2 separate regions of the Mus musculus genome follow, and region 2 is linked to region 1. Evidence: chromatin contacts called from public Hi-C data. All regions are on one chromosome and are shown on one strand. The core of a region is the stretch at or near the end of the contact, and the rest is flanking DNA. Distances in the headings are between cores, read along the strand shown. Region 1 overlaps Ndrg1 (N-myc downstream regulated gene 1). Region 2 overlaps St3gal1 (ST3 beta-galactoside alpha-2,3-sialyltransferase 1).

What was found. A called contact is a pair of places that touch in the nucleus more often than the background predicts.
Region 2: a contact with region 1 is called in a Hi-C map of bone marrow-derived macrophages, with 31 read pairs. A contact is called at or near these places in 2 of 39 promoter capture datasets (the HPC-7 cell line and trophoblast stem cells), 5 of 484 Hi-C or Micro-C datasets (bone marrow-derived DN3 thymocytes, bone marrow-derived macrophages, embryonic fibroblasts and 2 more), 7 of 130 datasets of targeted methods (CD8 T cells, the NIH/3T3 cell line, double positive thymocytes and 3 more) and 3 of 9 other capture datasets (adipose tissue, liver and pancreatic islet).

What each region holds. Positions count from the first base shown.
Region 1 is chr15:66,947,296-66,952,832 of GRCm38.p6, forward strand. It overlaps Ndrg1 (N-myc downstream regulated gene 1), which reads right to left. Exons shown (of 16, transcript NM_008681.2): 4 at 1,084-1,189. Among named protein-coding and RNA genes, the nearest start is that of Ndrg1, 20 kb to the right of the region's middle.
Region 2 is chr15:67,114,762-67,120,298 of GRCm38.p6, forward strand. The region is part of intron 3 of St3gal1 (ST3 beta-galactoside alpha-2,3-sialyltransferase 1); the gene reads right to left. Among named protein-coding and RNA genes, the nearest start is that of Gm31400, 53 kb to the right of the region's middle.

The sequences.
Region 1 (5,537 bases), core at 1,821-4,320:
CCCTTGACTTGGCTTCCCAAGTGCTAAGAGGATATGCATAAGCCATCAAGCCTGGCTTACTCCCTTTCAACTTAAAAATCCACTGCGTGAAAATTCACTGCAACACTGTTTATAATACAGGTAAGTGCAAAGACCCTGAGTATCCATCCTCCAGTGTGGTGGTTTGAATAAGAATGCCCCCCCCCACACACACACACATAGGCTCATGTATTTGAAGACTTAGTCATCAGGGAGTGGCACTATTTGAAAAGATTAGAAGGATTGGGTATAGCTTTGTTGGAAGAATTGTGTCACTGAGGGGCAGAGTTTGAGGTTTCAAAAGCCCATGCCAGGCCCAGTCTCTCTCTCTCTTTGCTTCCAGATCAGGATGTAGCTCTCAGGTACTTCTCCAGCACCTGCCTGATTTATGCTTTCTGTCATTGACCATGGACTAAACCTTTGAAACTATAAGCATGCCCCCAATTAAATGCTTTCTTTGGTAAGAGGTGCCCTGGTCATGGTGTCTCTTCCCAGCAGTAGAACAGTGACTAAGACAGAAATTGGTACTAGAAGTGAGGTATTGCTGTGACAGGTCTGATAATGCTATGTGTTAGAGGAAAAAATGGAAGACCAAGTGTGGTTTCCATTCAGTAGGGTCTTATTCACCATCAAGAAAGTAAAGTATTGACAAAGCTACAACATATATCAGTCTTGAAAACATGGACTAAGCTGGTCATGAGCTAATCATGAGGGATTACACACTGGAGGACTGTGCTTGTATGACATTCTAGAGACATAGAGGAGACGAGGTGTCCTCAGCAGGGCTGGGGAATATGGAAGATCAGGGCAGTGGAGAACAGAAACAAGGCTTCTTTTCAGAATGACTACAGTATCAAAGGCCATTGCATATATTAATCTTTAAGTCATTGTAACACTTGTTAGGCAGCAGTGGGGCTCGCTTCCTGTCCCCAGAGCATCCAGTACTAACAGCAGAGTATGTTTCAGGTTTTCCCAGGCTGAGGCTGGAAACAAGAAGTCCCAAAAGCAGTAAGAGCAGCTGACTTCCGCCAGCCCTCCCCAAGCATTCCAGCTTCCCAAACTCACGGTTCATGCCGATGTCGTGATACGTGAGGATGACAGGACGGTTGCCCTTGGGGGTCCCACACAGGGTGACATGCAGGGAGCCATGTAGGGTCTCAATATCCTGCTCCTGAGGAGAGACCACAGACAGAGGCCCATCACCTGGGATTCACAGTTTTAGGGTGGCTGACCCACTGACTATGGACACATGCCATGCTCCCAACTGTGTTCTGAGGATACCCCAAGTACACACCTCCTATGGTCTCTAGAGCTCTGCACTGGCAACAGCAGATGTCTGAGATCAGAAGAGAAAGGGAAGGAAAGGAAAAGAAAGAGAAGGGAAGGGAAGGGAAGGGAAGGGAAGGGAAGGGAAGGGAAGGGAAGGGGAGGGGAGGGGAGGGAAGAGGAGGGAAGGGGAGGGGAGGGGAGGGAAGGGGAGATAATGAAAGGGAAGGGGAGAGGAGGGGAGAGGAGGAGAGAGCAAGGGAAGGGAAGGGAAGGGAAGGGAAGGGAAGGGAAGGGAAGGGAAGGGAAGGGAAGGGAAGGGAAGGGAAGGGAAGGGAAGGGGAATGTGAAGTGGGAGGGGGAGGAGAAGGGGGGAGAAAGAGGAAAGAAAAGGAAGGGAGAGGGGAAGAAGAAGGAGAGAAGAGGGGAAGGGAAAATGAAAAGGTAAGGAGAGCAAAGCTGTATCAGGAGGTAGAAGACAGGACCCTGGCAGGTTATGCGCTACAATCCAGAGACAGGTGGCCCCAGTCACATTGCCTGAAAAGTACTCTGTTGTCTGCATCTGGCTTGAGTTTCCTTGACTTCTTGTTCCTGTGTCTCACTTATCCCATGGATAATAGGTATTTGCTCTTTGAGGCTTCCTAGAAGTCACTCCCCATTTCAAAGAACAACCTCAGTTTCCTGTGGCAAAGCACAATGCAATGGGTGGGTTGAATAAAAATGGCTCCCACAGGCTCATATATTTGAATGCTTAGTCAGCAGAGAAGGGAGCTCTGATAGGGTTAGAATTAAGATTGTTGGAAGAAGTACATCACTGTGGGTGGGCTTTGAGGTTTTCAGAAGCCCATACATGGCCCAGTGTTCACCTTTCCTTCTCCCCTCCCCACCTCAGCCATGGGTCAAGATATAGATTTCAGCTACTGCTCCACCACCATTTGTGCTGCCATGCTCCTTGCCAGGATATAACTGAAATTGTTAACAAGCTGCAATTACATGTGTTTTTTTTTCCTAAATAGTTACCTTTGTAATGGTGTCTCTTCACAAAATAGAAGAGCTACTAAGACATATATACATACATACATACATACATACATACATACATACATACACACACACACAAACACCAGCTCCCTTGACACACTCTGTTTCACAGACTGAGGCCAATTCTCACATTGCACCTCTCAAATGCCAGGCACTGTTAGGTGATACCAAGTGGAGCTAACCTGACTCACTGTGGAAGTGGGGCTGGGCTTGACCTAGCAATGTTTAACTAGCAGCCAATAGGCAAATATTTGCCTGCATTAAACCATCATCCTGGGGTTGATAAAGACAGAAAGGAGGCATTAGTCTCAGCATGGCCTCTACTTCCTGGGACTGTCAGTGTAATGGGCCAACAACTTCCCATTCTGGATTGAGCAGAGAACCTGCAACGATCCCCCTAAATTCCTTCTCTCTCCTGCTCTACTCTGAAGCCAGTTCTTAGCAATCCACAGCACCCCCACACCCCCCATGCTCACTTGAGAGAACAAGGAATATGTCTCTTTCTTCTACCCTCAAAAAGACAGGCTTCACCTTCGTTCCGAGTCCTCAGCTCCCAGAAGGCTCATTTACCCTGCCCGATGTCAAATGAACCTCCCATGAAGCCGGTTGTGAACATCTATGACCCTCTGTGACCCTGCCTTTGGCCCTTGGTGCCTGTCCTCTTTGCTGTCACTCTAGGCTTCTGAGGAAGCATGTCCCAGGAGCAATTTCCTCGTCTGAAAGCAACAGCTTCCTCCTCTGCTGTGGTTGGCTCTTGGCTGCCCTCCCGAGGTCTGCTGGGGACACTGAGGACTTCCGTGTAGCTGGGCCATTTCTCTCCAGATCCTTCATCTCTTGCAAAAGCCCTAAAGGGCTGTGTGACACCTCCAAGCTACAACTGGTGGTCAGAATCATGCAGGTGACACAGGCACAGAAAATTTCAGGTGCCAAAAACATCCTTCCAGAATCTAGGACCCATGTGTCTCATGAGGTAGGAGAGGCAGCACCCATAGTCTAATGTGAGAGAAGAATAGATAGGGAGGGCCACCCACTCAGGAGCTGTGTTCTGGAAAAGTCACCCTAACCTGTCACATGAACAGCCTCCATCCTACAAGACTTGGGGTGGTCAGAATAAGGCTGTAAAGCCCATGAGGACAGGGATTCCCCAACTGGGGCACAACTGCAGCACAGACAGCCATTCGTACACATACAACAGTGCACATGGGTGTACTTGCATACCAGTCCTCATGCGTGTAACAAAAATGGCAGAACACATGTTTGTAGCAGTCGAGCAGGTGGGAATTAATTACAGCAATGCACATGGATGTACAAGCACAGCAGTAAACATGGATGTACGAATAACAGATCTCCTGGAATAGCAGTGCTCATAGATAATACTGGTAACATGATACACATAAATAGAATACCACAACACTGCATGCACATGGACATGGATATACTAGTCTTAAATAGAACAGTACACACTGATGTCCTAGTGAATAGTACCCACAAATGTCTGTATGTGCACAGAAGTGCACATGGATGTACTAGTATAGCACACCCGGATAAAAGAACGCACATAGATTCACTAGTACAAAACACAAGGGATGAACCCTCCTTCCAGGGTCCCACCTTTAAAGTATAGTCTCTGAATGCTATATTTTCTTTTCTGCTGTGTGCATATACTGGGGTTGGAACCCAGGGCCTCACACCTACTAACTAGACAAATGTTCTACCACTGTGCTACATGCCTAGTCCCCAGTGTGGCATCTCACCAAGACCTTACCCTAGGTGTTTGTGGTTGTGCACATTTATAATCCTAGCACCGAGGAAAGTAAGACAGCAGCAAGATGGAGAGTTTGAGGACAGCCTGGGCTATATACTGTCTCAAACACATGTGAGCGCATAAACTCATAACCTGGCTCGGTTCCAACCAGGACAGAGAGATACAGGGGGTCCTATCCCTGAAGACTTCTGAAGCAAGCAAGCCAGAGCCCTCCTCACTCTCTGGAATATGGATTTGAACCTGTGGTAGTGTCCATGAGGTAGTGATGATACAGCATTCATAGGCCCATTGGCATGGGTGCAGGCAGGCACAGACAGACACCAGAGGACACAGTCAATCGTAGGTAGGCACTGGCAAGCACAGGCACGAATACCCAGCTTCTTGAACCCCCAGTACAGGGGGTCTCCTGAACCATATGCCTTATTGGTCCTCAAAATAAGTCCCCTGGGACACAAAGCCCAGCCCTGTCTCCCTTGCCCCGCCCCTTCCCTTCAGGCTTGGCACCTCTCTCCTACACAGAGCAAGCACTGGAAAAATCCATAAGACAGGAGCAATAGCCCAGCCCCGTGGGACGCGGGTCATCTGCTGTCCCTGAAGCCACCATGGGAACAATGGTCTATTGTGGGGCTACATTCTTTATTGTCTTGGGGCTAACCCACATGGCTCCATCTAAAAATAGGTCAGGCCAGCCTCCCTGTGGATACTACCCTTCAAATCCTTGTCCTACTACATACGCCTTCTGGGGTCATCTCTAAAAAGGGAGAGCATATCTCCAACCTAGGAGCCTGATCAGCAGTGATGGCGAGAAGAGTGAAAATATAGCCATACTGAAGGAACCCTTAGTACCCACTAGCACTCAGACCAGCTTTTGGGGGAGGGGAGGGAAGATGCATAACTAACTGACTTTTCTGCTGTGACAAAATCTCTGACAAAAGGAGTTTAGGGAGGAATAGGTTTATTTCAGCCTACGAGTCCATTTTACAGTCCGTCATTGAAGGAAGTCAAGGCAGAAACGTGAAGGCAGGCCCTTTTTGCTATTCCTCACAAGGCTATCCTCAGCTAAGGAACTTAGCTCACAGTCAAAGTATGGTGGAAAACCCAGAGGATGCTGCTTGCCTGCTGGCAGGCAGGTTTGCACTTCGCTAGCTTTCTTATACAGTTCCCGAATCTGCCTAGGGAATAGTGCTACCCACTGTGCTCTGGACTCTCTCACATCAATTAATAATCATGACAAATTCCCCAACGACATGCTCATAGGGCAATATGGTCCAGGCAACGACATGCTCTACCCAGATAATTCTGAGTCGTGGCAGGTTGACAGTTAATGCCAACCAGAACAGGAATAAATAAAGGCAAGCTTGCCTCTCCTCAGGCTGCTACCACAGCTAAGACCTAGAAGTGCCTTTCAAACAACTACCTCTCTCCCTGTTGGTTGTTATGGCAACTG
Region 2 (5,537 bases), core at 895-3,394, 170 kb after region 1:
TGTTTCCTGCTTCTTAAACTATGAACCTCCGAAGCTTACACATGAGCAAATGCCCTGCAATGAGGGATAATGGTTAAGAGCCTAAGTCTCTTACCCCATGGTTTCCTTTGCTATGGACACAGCCTCTCAGTGTTGGACGTAGTGTCTGAAAATTTAATCTATCTCTCCACCCTTTCAAGCATATCTCCGTTTGTCTCACTGCTGCCCTGGGAGTCAGCATTCACCCTTTGCAGGACATAGGCAGCTTCATCTCCACTTTATCTTTTCTCTTCAGCCTACTTCACCTCCCATCCCTCAGCTGTCCCCACCCTTCAGACCTTGGCTGTTTCTCCCTGGAGTTGTCTGCTCTGCAGCCACTGTTGGACGTGGTGGGGAGAAAGGGTCTTACCCGTGTTAGACCCCGTGTCAGACAGGGAGGCTCCACTGAGTTTCAGCGTATCGCCCCTCTTTATAAACTTGAGCAGGTGGCTAGGCAGGAAAGAACAAAGTACCAACTGGGGCCTCAACAGCCTCTGCCCTGCCCAGAGGGGCCCAGAAACAGCTTGTTTATTATCTCTATGCTAGACATTCTTTTGATGGCAGCCTTGACTCAAGGCCCAATGACTTTTGGCCAAATCTTGTCTTTCTCATCACTGAAAAGTAGACCATCTCCAGGCCTCTGGGTTCTCGCTCACTGGCTTCATATAGCAGAACCAGAAACCAGAGAGTAAGACCCAGGGCAGCGGAATGCCTCGAACATGCTATAGAGAAGAGAGCGCCTTCTTCAAACTGCTCTCAAGCCCTGTCCTGATCAGTGGCTATTTGGTGCCACCTAGTCTTCTTATGGAAAGTGTTCAGTGGAGCCTGGCCAACAGCACCAGAGTAAAAACAGTCATAGAAGGCACACCACACAGTTCCTGTGCGTTGTGAGCCAGACTCTGAACTTCTCTGATCCTTGCTTCCTAAAACACTGTTGCTTCAGGCCAAGGTGGGAAGAATGACTGGCATAAAGGGGACCAGCACAGAGCACCGAGTGTAAATAACACCAGCCGTGGCTGTTTCTATTCCTTGAATCCCGGATGCTTCCTGTGGACAATGTACCCCAAGATGGCTGGACTGTCTCAAGGGCAAGTTTATTTAAAGGACCAAATGATACCAGGCATTAAAGAATACAAGCCAGGGACACCCTGTCTCAGTTCCTCTAGGTGGTGGCACCTGACTATTCGGTGCTTTCTGAGGCCCCGGGGAAAGTGGTCCTAACAGTGTGTGTGTGTGTGTGTGTGTGTGTGTGTGTGTGTGTGTGTGTGTGTTAGGGATCCCAGAACTAGAGATACAGCAAATAGCCAAACAGTGAGGCTGACCCAGTGAGCTAGCAGCTAGCTAGTTGACTGCCCAGGGGCTTCTCCACAGTGGTTTTACTTTCCAGTTTCCACCTGCCTGTCCCTCCGATTCCCTTCCCCCATGCTTAGGCGTACGAATGTACTGCCCTTTGGAGCCTGTGAGAGTACACCTCCCCCCCCCCCCAGGAGAGGCCCATCACCCTTATAACACTGGGCCCCAGGGTTGGATGGGGCCAACTGGTTCTTTGTACTTTGCAGTTCAGGGTCCTAGCTGCCACCTGTTAGACCTCTGATGAGTCCCGTGCACTGGGCTTTGACTAGAGCAAGTCTTTGTCGTCAGTTAGGCCTAGGGAATGTTGAGCCTACCTTTCCCAGGTGATAGGCCCTGTGTAGGTCATTCTACCTCTCTGCTGGGTTTGCTCCATAAGGCAGAACGGTCACTCTTCTTTAAGGGTCTATAGAAAGTACAAGCAGAGCCTCCTGGCATCTAACATGCATGGAAATGAGTTATCTTCATCACCAATGCACAGGTGATGGGATTGAGGCTTAGTGGGGAAGCCTTTGACTGAATCTACGCACCCAGGAACTGAACCGTGAATTTGAACTTGCTCCTCCCCTCAAATACGGTGCTTTCTCAGACTTGGAAATGAAAAGCCCAGACATCGCCCTGCCCTTCCTTTCCTGTCTCTGGCACATCTACTCTGTGCTAAGCAAGAAATTCCAGGAAGCAGATGCTGGCTCTGAAAGTTGCATCCCCTGAGCAGGATCTGGGGTTACTGTGTTCTCATACAAGGGTGTGCCTCACTTCTGCTTTAATCCCTCATTTGGAGAACCCACGGCCCAGTGAGTCAGAGCTGGAAAGCTCTTGGCTGGGGCTCGCCGGTGGAGGGGAATGCCGCTTGCTCAGGCTCCTGGGCCACTTATCACCAGCAGCTGAGGACTTCTCAGAGCATCTGCTGTTGACACTTGGTGACTAGCTTCCTCCCTGAAGATGTTGCTCAGTACAGCTGTCTGGGAAGCCTGGGAGACTGGAGATGTTGAAATCTTCCAGGTGAATTCTAGAACTTTGTGGTTAAAGTCAAAGCAAGGGGCAGCCAAGAGCTAGGGAGCTGTCTGCTTTTAAAATGGTTGAGTCCTACACAAAGGTATCACTGCTATATGCCAGCCGAGGACTTTTAGGGAGTCCTGTTTATTGCTGACCGGGACCCCCAATTGGGTCACTGTCTACCACAGTGAGGGGGTTTACCTACCCTCCTTCATACGCCCTCCCCCTCTAGTGATGCACTGCTCAGACAGCTCTGGAGTCTGTTAGTCGATGTCTGGGTTGATAGAAGAGTGAGCCGAGGCCTTCCTTCTGTCCTACCTTAGTGGTGGTGGCTGCAGGTGGCTTGACACTGCCCCGGAGGACATGCCTAAGGACTACCTTAAGGCTGAAGGTAGGTGTGTTCTGTGCTGACTTTCTGAAGCTTCCTGGTTTCAGGGTCCCAGCCAGAATGGCTTCCCTAAATGCCTGAGGTCTCACACCTCCTCGCTTTCCTCAACTTTGCAAGTGACTGGTCTCTGAGAAGCACTCGTTTTCTATCCATATTCTCAGACCGGATCCTCACTGCTTGCCTTACAGATCCCTAGGACAACTCTAACCAAGCCTGGCAGCTCCCATGCCTCTCCATTTTACCTCTACTTGGCTGGCCCATCCCAGACGGAGCTATCGCCTAACAGCCTTTGTGCGTAGTATACCCGGGTGTGATGGATCCTTTTCCTTGTCACATTGACTAGGTTTAGAATTTCCATAGAAGCACAATAAATCTTATGAATGCAGAAGGAAGTAGCTGGAGAAATGGCTCAGAGGTTAAGAGCACTGACTGCTCTTATAGAGGATCAGGGTTTGAATCCTAGATCCCACATTGGACACCATACACAGGCCCGTATGTAATCTCAGTTCTGAGGGATCTATGCCCACTTCTGACCTCTACAGGCACCTTCACATGCACACACACACACACACACACACACCACATACACACACACCCCACATACACACACATGTTTTTTTCTTTTTTTCAAAAGGATTTCTATGAAAAAGGTTCTCTAGAAAGGTTTAACTGAGCTGGGAAGACCTCTCCTGAATATAGGTGACATTATTCTGGACTGAATAAGGAGAAAGTCACCCAAGTGCCAGCATTCACTGCTCTCTGCTTCCTAACTGTGGACGCAATGTGCTCAGTCACTCCCTATCCCTCCACTGGGCTACCCATGCCAAGGTGATCTCTACCCTAGCTGGGAGCCAAAACAGAGCCCTCTAATAATGATGGTTGGAATGAAAAATGGATCATGTATTTGAATGCATGATCTTAGATAGCAGCACTGTTTGGAGAAGCTACAGAGCCGTTAGGAGGTCGACGTATGCTGGAGGAAGTACATCAGTACTCTTGTAGACGTTGCTTTTGGTCAGAGTAACCAATATACGCCCCTTCCTTCCTTAAGTTCCTTCTGCCAGACATTTTGCCATATTAGTGAGAAAAGCAACTGATACATGAAGCTCAAGCAGCCGGAGTCTCTGGGCAACTTTCTGGAACCCTGTTTTGTAGAGGAGGAAGTTAGGCCCTGAGAGGCTGACCTTCTCAAGCCACCTGGAACTGCTAGAAACATTCAGCCCCATTCAACAGAATGCAAGGTAAAGGCCTTGCATAAAGGAGCTAGCTCTGGGCCAAGGCTAGGAAGGGCCCTGTTGGTTCCTAAGTCAGTCCTTCAGTGTCATGCTGTCTTGCCTTTCCCTCGGAAACCTGCAACACTCTTCTGAACATAGTAGGCGTGGTGGTTTGAATGAGAACTTCCTCCCTAGGCTCTCGCATTTGGAGATTTGGCCCCTAGTTGGCAGCACTGTTAGATAGGCTTAGCAGATACCTCCGTGCTGGCGATGGGCTTTGAGAGCTTAAGGCTTCACCCTAATCCTAGTTCACCTTCTCTGCTTTTCGTTTGTGGCTTAAGACATAAGCCCTGTTTCTGCTCCAGTTGCTATCCCTGCCACCCGCTGCCTCTGTTCCACCATCGTGGACTTTAACTGTCTAGAGTCATAAACCCAAATAAACTTTTCTTCTATCAGTCGCCTTGGTCAGTGTTTTATCTCAGCAACAGAAGAGTAACTAACACACCTGTTTGTGTCATCATCACCAGTAGATAACGAAGCCACAGACTGGGCCAGAGCCAGGAAGTATCCTAACAGTCCCTGTGTTAAATCCACTCAGAGGGGCCAGTGCCTCCCGAGAGGCCTCTCCAAAGACTATAAGTGACCCTAAAATGGCTGACCAGTGACAGCTTAAGAAAGGCTCTTTGGAACAAATGGCTCTCCACACAGCTGAGGCTTTGTAAAGATGGGGGATGAAGGATAAGAATGAGGTTCATCTCAGCATGTAGCAGAGAAAATGGAAATAACTCACTAGGATTCTGGAGAGCTGGGTGCCCTGTGAGGTGCCTGGACCAGTGGACACTGCCTGGCCTGGGAGTATTGGGAAATGTGGACTTGAGACGAAGGCAAAGGGGGTACACTGCCAGTGTGTGAGAATCATCAGGGCTACAATGACGGACAAGGCTGGAGTGTTGGGGGGCTTGTGACACTCTAAGGAGGCTGGAGAGCAGCTTTATCTCATTTCAGGGACTGAGGAAGCCTATTTCTTCAGAGGCCTCATGCTCCATGATCCATCCAGTACACTCGTCTATCTCTTTGTAACCAAGAGGTGCTAGCAGATGGGAGAACCTGTGGCTACACTTGCAAGTCTCTTTCTGAATTCTCCTACCTGCCTCTCTTGCTGATTTCCTTGCTGGGAGGATGGGAAGGCAACAACTCCCCGGGGACAATGGCTAGCGATTCAGGACCTGGTTTAGAGACTCTATGAGAAGGCTGATTAACCAGGATTAGTGTCACATGGGGGGATGGCCAGGCTGTGTTTTCATATTCCCAGCAGAACAAAAGGAATTTAAGTCCACAAATCTTCTTATGTGGAGGGAAGGGCACTCAACTTGGAGTGTGCCGATGTGCAAACAGCACGAGAAGTGAAGAACAGGACTGAGAACCTGAGGAATCCTGTTTTCTGGGTACCCAGGTACAGGGGTCCTCAAGGGAAATGGCATCCCTGGTTTGGATGGTGTAGCAAGCATCCCTGGTTTGGATGGTGTAGCAAGCACAGCACAGGAAAGGCTGCTTAGGAACCTCCGCCCCAC